2 separate regions of the Zea mays genome follow, and region 1 is linked to region 2. The links are chromatin contacts, called in public Hi-C maps. All regions are on one chromosome and are shown on one strand. Each heading gives the region's core, a stretch centred on a gene start, on an enhancer-like site or on the middle of the called end of the contact. The rest is flanking DNA. Distances are from core to core; before and after follow the strand shown.

What was found. Hi-C and Micro-C count contacts between places; a contact is called where the count stands out from the background.
Region 1: a Hi-C map of leaf shows a contact between it and region 2, with 2.7 times the contacts expected there. The contact joins the enhancer-like site here to the promoter of LOC100284692 in region 2. A contact is called at or near these places in 4 of 25 Hi-C or Micro-C datasets (all in leaf).

Annotation. Positions count from the first base shown.
Region 1 is chr3:220,812,829-220,816,973 of Zm-B73-REFERENCE-NAM-5.0, reverse strand. No RefSeq gene overlaps it. Among protein-coding and RNA genes, the nearest start is that of LOC100194330, 65 kb to the right of the region's middle. Within about 2 kb of position 1,358, at least 9 of the 20 cell types and tissues checked have an H3K27ac peak or open chromatin away from gene starts, as enhancers often do. A contact at or near this core is called in leaf, where this site is marked.
Region 2 is chr3:220,740,700-220,744,694 of Zm-B73-REFERENCE-NAM-5.0, reverse strand. LOC100284692 (HD domain containing protein) reads left to right here and starts at 2,737. Exons shown (of 8, transcript NM_001157587.2): 1 at 2,737-3,175; 2 at 3,432-3,556; 3 at 3,660-3,697; 4 at 3,879-3,989. The coding sequence starts at 2,912. It overlaps LOC100194330 (putative protein kinase superfamily protein), which reads left to right. Exons shown (of 6, transcript NM_001359458.1): 6 at 1-463. The coding sequence ends at 187.

The sequences.
Region 1 (4,145 bases), core at 109-2,608, 74 kb before region 2:
CCTGTGATGAGATTCGAAACTATGGTTTTTAATAACTTTGAACATTTGGATTTGAAAATGAGCTAGTTGTACTCTTTTCTCCTAGGTTTCACATGAGGTGGGACCGTGGGAGTTTTACCTAAAAGGTTTTTAATGAAGTAGCATTGCACAAGCAACTCAAAATGTGATAATCCTAAACTTCATTTAGGTTCTTTTAGTTTTAGTAACTTGTGGTTCGTGAATGAGTTTAGTAACTTGTAAATTTATGATCTTAAATGTAAGTAACTTGTGATATATAACTGATAGTGAACTTGTGGTCTTTTATGTATGTGAGATTTTATTTGACACAACACAACATTTTAGCTATGCTTTTCAATTCAGCCCAACACAAAAAGTAGCCCAATAAACCGTACTTGGACCACTGGCCAAACATGAAGTCTAGCTAAACATGATCCAATGGCTCGATAAACCTTACTTATCTCAACATCGTTAGGTACTTAGGTCTAACGAAGACCGTAGCTGGTTGTTCATCCATAGAGCTTGGTGGGCAATCTGCTGACGAGTTATTTACAAACTTAGCACTCTGAATGTTGCACTTTTTACTTATAGACCACTGTGCGCGCTTCTTTCACTTATAGAACCGAGAAAGGCTATCTAAAATCAAAACATATGGTTGTCAGCTAACAAGCCAAACATGAGTAACCACTAAGTCCTTTTGACCTTACCGCACCTCCTCCATTTCCTCAGTTTGGCAGTACTCCCGAGTGTTCTAGACTTGGTCTGCTCAATGTTGAGTGCTGCTGAGCGCTACCCACTTCCGAGCTCTCCTCCCTGTAGTGCTCCCCTCCCTGCCAAGCGACGCTGTGCACTGCTCACTAACCAAGTAACCAATGCCACCGAGGCACCGAGGCATCCTCTGTCCCCGCCTAGCTCTCTCTACTAAGCAACACCGAGGGTTATTCACTGTCGAGCGTTGGTTCTCTATCCCTGTGCAGCTCTCCTCTCTGCCGAGCGATGTAGATGGCTAGTCACTGTCGAACGCTAGTCCTCTGTCCCTGCCTAGCTCTCCTCCCTACAGTACTCCCCTTGTGTTTGAATGGACGAGTCCAATATGGTTATGAAACAACAGCTACCACAAGGAAGCAGTAGTAGGTACCAACGAGCAAGAAAGGCAGCTGGGAGCCCCCTTCTGCTCCAGCAGAAGCAGGACATCACAACAATCCTCTTCTTCTACTCCTAGCAGCAGCATCCCTATCTTCTACTCCCAGCTGCATGTACATCAAGAACCAACGACCAAGCAAGGAAGCTAGGAGTCCCCTTCTGCTCCCAGCAGCCGCAACAACAAGGCAACATGAAGGGCGACTCATCGACTCGGGAAAAGAACAGAGGATGACTCATTATGGATAGGGTGGAGCCCTCGATAGGGAGGGGCAAACTTGTCCCTTATATTTACTTGTCTTTGATTATGTGACAACGACAAGGATCAGAGGTAGACAACCTTTCTCGGTTCTATAAGTGAAAGAAGGGTGCACAGTGGTCTACAAGTGAAAAGTGCAACATTTAAAGTCATATGTTTATGTATAACTCTCTAATCTATATACTACTTATTAAGAAGGTAAGAGTAGTATGCCGTTCTGCCCTCCCCCGTGTTCTGCCGTTCTGCTCTCCTCCGTTCCACGCGCAGAAAAAAAAATTAAATCGTGCTACTCAGGGATTAAACCTTAGATCTATTAAATAGAATGTCTAACCTTCCACCCTCTAGCCAACATGACTCATGTTGAATTATGTACAACTTCAACTAAGACTTTATTTGTGTTTAACCCGCCGTCCACTCTGTATGCTCACTGAGTCTAGAAAAACATTTATAGCTTGGCCCCTGATCTTTCTGGAATTTGGGACGCAGTCCAGGAAATAAAGAAAATAGGGAAAAGGAGTTTAAAAATTGATTTTTAGTTTAAAAATAATTGCAGAAACCCATTTAATTCATGGAAATTTCATATTAAATCCAAATGAGTTCATTCCAATTTCTATAATTCTATAATATTATTTTTTATCATATAATACCTCTGTTTTGTCATGAAAACAACAATAAAATTGATTTCCTAATTAATCATATATCAAATACATAGAAACTTTGGAAATTCGTAACTTCCCCATTTTAATTCTAAATTGAAACGTTCCAATTGTGTTAGTCTCGTATGAATATTTACTACGCAGTAACAACATTGATTATACCATGTTTCATACTTTTATAATTAGATATTTATTTATCCTATGTTAATTGGGTTAATCTATGTCTATTGGATTAATTTATTTAATATATTAATATAGTTGTCGGGGACCATAATTAGGGGTACCCTCAAGACGCCTAATTCTCAGCTGGTAACCCCCATCAGCATAAAGCTGCAGAGGCCTGATGGGTGCGATTAAGTCAGGGATCAGTCCATACGAGCGACTCGATCACGCCTCGCCCGAGCCTAGCCTCGGGCAAGGGCAGCCGACCCCGAGGGGTTTCCGTCTCGCCCGAGGCCCCCCTTCAACGGCGGACACATCTCCGGCTTGCCCGAGTCCTTGCCTTCGCTAAGAAGCAACCCTGACTAAATCGCCGCACCGACCGGCCAAGTCGCAGGAGCATTTAACGCAAAGGAAGCCAGGCCCTGCCAAAGGCGCCATAGGAAGTTCCGCCCGACCCAGGGCTCGGACTCGGGCTAAGCCCCGGAAGACGGCGAACTCCGCTCCGCCCGACCCAGGGCTCGGACTCGGGCTAAGCCCCGGAAGACGGCGAACTCCGCTCCGCCCGACCCAGGGCTCGGACTCGGGCTAAGACTCGGAAGACGGCGAACTCCGCTCCGCCCGACCCAGGGCTCGGACTCGGGCTAAGCCCCGGAAGACGGCGAACTCCGCTCCGCCCGACCCAGGGCTCGGACTCGGGCTAAGCCCCGGAAGACGACGAACTCCGCTTCGCCCGACCCAGGGCTCGAACTCGGGCTCAGCCCCAGAAGACGACGAACTCCGCTCCGCCCGACCCAGGGCTCGGACTCGGGCTAAGACCCGGAAGACGACGAACTCCGCTTCGCCCGACCCAGGGCTCGGACTCGGGCTCAGCCCCGGAAGACGGTGAACTCCGCTCCGCCCGACCCCAGGGCTCGGACTCCGCCCTGGCCTCTGCTGACGACCTCCGCCTCGCCCGACCCAGGGGCTCGGACTCGGCCTCGGCCATGGAAGACAGACTCGACCCCGGCTTCGGAGGAGCCTCCACGTCGCCCAACCTAGGGCACAGGCCAGCCACGTCAACAGGAAGCACCATCATCACCCTACCCCGAGCCGACTCGGGCCGCAGAGAACAAGACCGGTGTCCCATATGGCTAGCTCCGCCAGATAGGCAATGATGGCGCCCCGCTAGCCCCGTGACGACGGCGGCTCTCAGCTCTCTTACGGAAGCAGGGCGACGTCAGCAAGGACACAACCGCTCCAACAGCTGTCCCTCCGCCAGGCTCCGTTGCTCCTCCGACAGCCACGACATCACACCAGCAGGGTGCCAAGATCTCTCCGGCTGCCACATTGGCATGTACTTAGGGCGCTAGCTCTCCCCCCGCTAGACACGTAGCACTCTGCTACACCCCCATTGTACACCTGGATCCTCTCCTTACGCCTATAAAAGGAAGGACCAGGGCCTTCTTAGAGAAGGTTGGCCGCGCGGGGACGAGGACGGGACAGGCGCTCTCTTGGGGCCGCTCGCTTCCCTCACCCGCGTGGACGCTTGTAACCCCCTACTGCAAGCGCACCCGACCTGGGCGCGGGACGAACACGAAGGCCGCGGGATTTCCACCTCTCTCACGCCCGACTCCGGCCGCCTCGCTTCCCCCCTTCGCGCTCGCCCACGCGCTCGACCCATCTGGGCTGGGGCACGCGGCACACTCACTCGTCGGCTTAGGGACCCCCCGGTCTCGAAACGCCGACAGTTGGCGCGCCAGGTAGGGGCACGCTGCGTGTTGACGAGCAGTTTCCCGTCAAGCTCCAGATGGGCAGTCTCCAACAACCTCTCCAACCTGGGACGGTGCTCCGTTTCGGGAGTCTTGAGTTCATGTCCCTCGACGGCAGCTACGACATGATACTCCTTCCACCGCCGCGCGACAACGACAATGGCGGCCGACAACCCGCCCGCT
Region 2 (3,995 bases), core at 1,488-3,987:
CTGCTGCCCGAGCTCGCTAGCGAATGTGATGAAGCGATGCTGGGACGCGAACCCGGACAAGCGTCCCGAGATGGCGGAGGTGGTGTCCATGCTGGAGGCGATCGACACGTCCAAGGGTGGCGGCATGATCCCTAAGGACCAGACGCAGGGCTGCCTCTCGTGCTTCCGCCAGTACCGAGGTCCCTAACGCAGGGTTGTTTATTTATACCCGGTGAAATGATGATATTGGTCTCTACACTACAACTCAGTGTAATCTAATCGCAGAAGTGGCTATATAATGGAGAAGCTTATCATTGCTTGCCATGGGTGTAAATGGATGGGGCGGGGTGGTTGACGATTGGTGTGCTTGTATGCTCGCTTCGAGTTATAATGCTTGCTGTAAGTTAAGGTGTGGACGGAGTTGCTGTTGCCGTTTGCTCACATCGTTAAATTCGTGGGCGTGACATGAAGCAAGGTTATGTACTACGTATTGGATTAACCATCTATTTACATAATGTTAATTATTAAATTACACGTGAACCGTCAGGATATCGGGGGGGTTTTAGAGCGAAGGTAAACTTTTGCTGTTATTATTGTGTGCTAAATCTCTACTATGCACCAAAAACCTCGGGTTCCGCGGGGTAAATCCATTAAAAAAGGTAAATTTTAGCGGAGGGAGCAGCTACAGTTGGCGGGAAACTTGCTTTAGGAAAAAACGTTTTAGTAGCTTATATGCCCTGGGAGGGTTACAATTTTGAAGACGCGGTACTAATTAGTGAATGTTTGGTATATGAGGATATTTATACTTCTTTTCACATCCGAAAATATGAAATTCATACGGGTACGACAAGCCAAGGCTCCGCTGAAAAATCACTAAACAAATACCACATCTAGAAGAACATTTACTTTGCAATTTGGACAGAAATGGAGTTGTAAGGTTGGGATCCTGGGTAGAAACTGGCAATATTTTAGTAGGTAAATTAACGCCTTAGATAGCGAGCGAATCGTCCTATATCGCGGAAGCTGGATTATTACGGGCTATTTTTGGTCTTGAGGTATCCACTTCAAAAGAAACTTCTCTCAAACTACCTATAGGTGGAAGAGGGCGCGTTATCGATGTGAAATGGAGTACGGGATCAGCCCAGAAAGCACAACGAGACAAATTGTTTCTACAGAAAAAGTAGAAAATTAGCTCTCCATAATGATGGGTTTGTTCAAAGTTATGAGCTTAGTTCAGACAAGTGCCTAGTAACATGCAAAAATGTCAGAAGTTTGGATTTACTGAAGCTTAGTTCAGACCGCCCTACTTATGCTGTTGTTCAAATCTCCGCGGTTTGACCGTCGCCGTGTATTACCTCTTCTCTTCCCATTTTATGCAAAAAAATAGGATAAACTTATGCGCAAACGAGGATTTAAACCTTGGTTGTTAGCTTCACGCCTTCACGTTCACACTCACCTAACCTGCTAACCAATAGAACACATATTTTTTAGAATATGTGATATATAGAAACCGCAGAACATGGAAACCGTAGCAATACACATCATGAATTTTAGAATCAAACATAAATTATAAAAACATATTTTTAAAAAACATGGATTTATTTAATTAAACATAAATGTATATAATTAAACATAAATTTATACAAACAAACACGTATTTATAGAACTATACATGAATTTATACAAATAAACATAAATTTATGAAATTATACGTTAATGTATAGAATTAAACATGGATTGATACAAATAAATATGAATTCATAGAATTAAAAATTTATACGAATAAATATGAATTTATAGAATTATACACGAATTTATACAATTAAACATGAATTTATACAAATAAATATGAATTGATAGAACTATACGTGAATTTATACTACTAAACATTTTTTATGCACCAATCATGTGACTGAAATCTTCTAGGACCTATGGAGTGAAGTATTTCTAGATTTTTTATGCAATACTATGTTTTGAGTAATATCGTAATATTTTATGTCATAAGCTATTTGGTTATGTTCATAAAAACATGTTTTGCAAATACATGATATTTTAGATACCAAGATATTTTTAGTTATTGGAAACTCCGGTCCAAAAAATTCCATGGCATTGCTTTCTTTGTTTAATATCATAGTTTACAATATTATATTAAACAATGTTTTTTGAGTTGCCAAAACTACGATATTATTATGACAATAGTAAACTATAATATTGTAAAACTATAGCTTTTTTAATAAATATTGTTACAGTAGTCAGTCAGCACTATAGATGGCCAAAAAGCACGAGGCCCATGAGCCCGGCATGAAGCCCGCTTTTTGGGCCCGGTCCGAGCCCGACACGGTAGAATAAGCGGGCGGGCTTTGACAAGAAACTAGGCACGGCGGGCTAGCCCGGCACGACCCGTTTACCTCTAAGCCCGTCAAGCCCGTTTTTTACACTAAAACGTGCTTACCGGCCCGTTTAACCCGTTTTTTTGGCCCGTTTTTTCGTGCTAAACGGGCCGGCCCGGCCCGTTTAGGCCCGCTGCGGGCCGGGCTTGGACAGAAAATTAAGCCCGCTGGCTCAGCAGACCCAGCCCGGTTTTTGGCCGGGTTTCACCGGGCCCGGGCCGGGCCGGGCCGGGCGGCCCGTTTGGCCATCTCTAGCACAGCCCGGCCGGCGTCGTTCATCTGTGTTTGGTAGTACGGTCGTTCCGACGGTCGGATGCTCACAAGAGAAAAGAGATGCTGTGTGCAAGCTGCAGAGACTGGCGTCCGACCCGATCCCACTCCCACGGTCCCACCTCGCCTCTCGCGCTCCTGCCCACCCAGCCTGTCCGCCGTCTGGTGTCCGCCTGTTCCCCAAAAGCAAAGAGAGGCGCAGAGCCGCCGCCGTTGATCTCTGACCTTTCCGATCCAGAGCCTAGCTCTCACCGTCTACCGGAGCTCTCACCATGGCGGTGAGCTCGCGGTTTCCCTCCCAACCCGCGGCGCGTGGCCTCCTGCGCCGCACCCCGCAGCGCATCCTCCCCGTCGAGCGCACGCCGCGCCGCCTCGCCCTGGTCGTCACCGCCGTCTCTGGGGGACCTGTACCTGGCGGATCGCCCGTTCCCAGGCGGCCGCCACCGCCGGAGGACGCCGCGACCGTGGCACCGACCTCAGTGCCGTCGTCGGCCGCCTCGGCCATCGATTTCCTCACCCTGTGTCACCGCCTCAAGGTACAAGATACTACTAATCATGCTCGTACTAATCAGTCGTCCCCTGATATGTTGTTCCAAGGCCGCTAGGGTCACACCGGAGATGCTCACAATATTTGTAAGAAATTCTAAAGTGCACACAGAAAGTAAAAGTGGCTGCACCGCCTTGTGCATGTGCAATGATTTGGATCAATTCATTCATGCCCCTAATTTCTTTGATGCTTAGGTCCATCATATCACATGATTCTGGTGCCTATTCCTTTTGTTTATTCTTTAGACCACCAAAAGGAAAGGATGGATAAACCATAGCATCAAGGGCCCTGAGTCCATTGCTGATCACATGTACCGAATGGCCTTGATGGCTCTGATTGCTGGTGATCTGCCTGCTGTGGATCGAGAAAGGTCCATCTCTTCAAATTAATCTTTCGCTTTATTGTTTCGTTATGCTTTAGCCTTTGTCATATCTTAGTTTTCTGCTTGGTGTTGACCATCATTCTTTAATCAGGTGTATCAAAATTGCTATTGTGCATGACATTGCAGAAGGTAGGTCAAGGTCATGTGTGCCATGCAGTACACAAATTGTTGGTGTCTTGTATGTCCAATGCACTTATCTGATCATGAAAACTACACTTCACCTGCGAATACTTTATTAGCTTAAATGCTTATTTCATCCACAAATCCCTTTAGTAAATTAGTCAAATATTTAAAATTCTTTGTTTAATAGCTATTGTTGGTGACATTACCCCATCGGATGGTATACCTAAGGCTGAAAAAAGCCGGCGCGAACAAGCAGCACTAGATGAAATGTGCCAAGTTCTTGGTGGTGGGCCAGCTGGTGGGT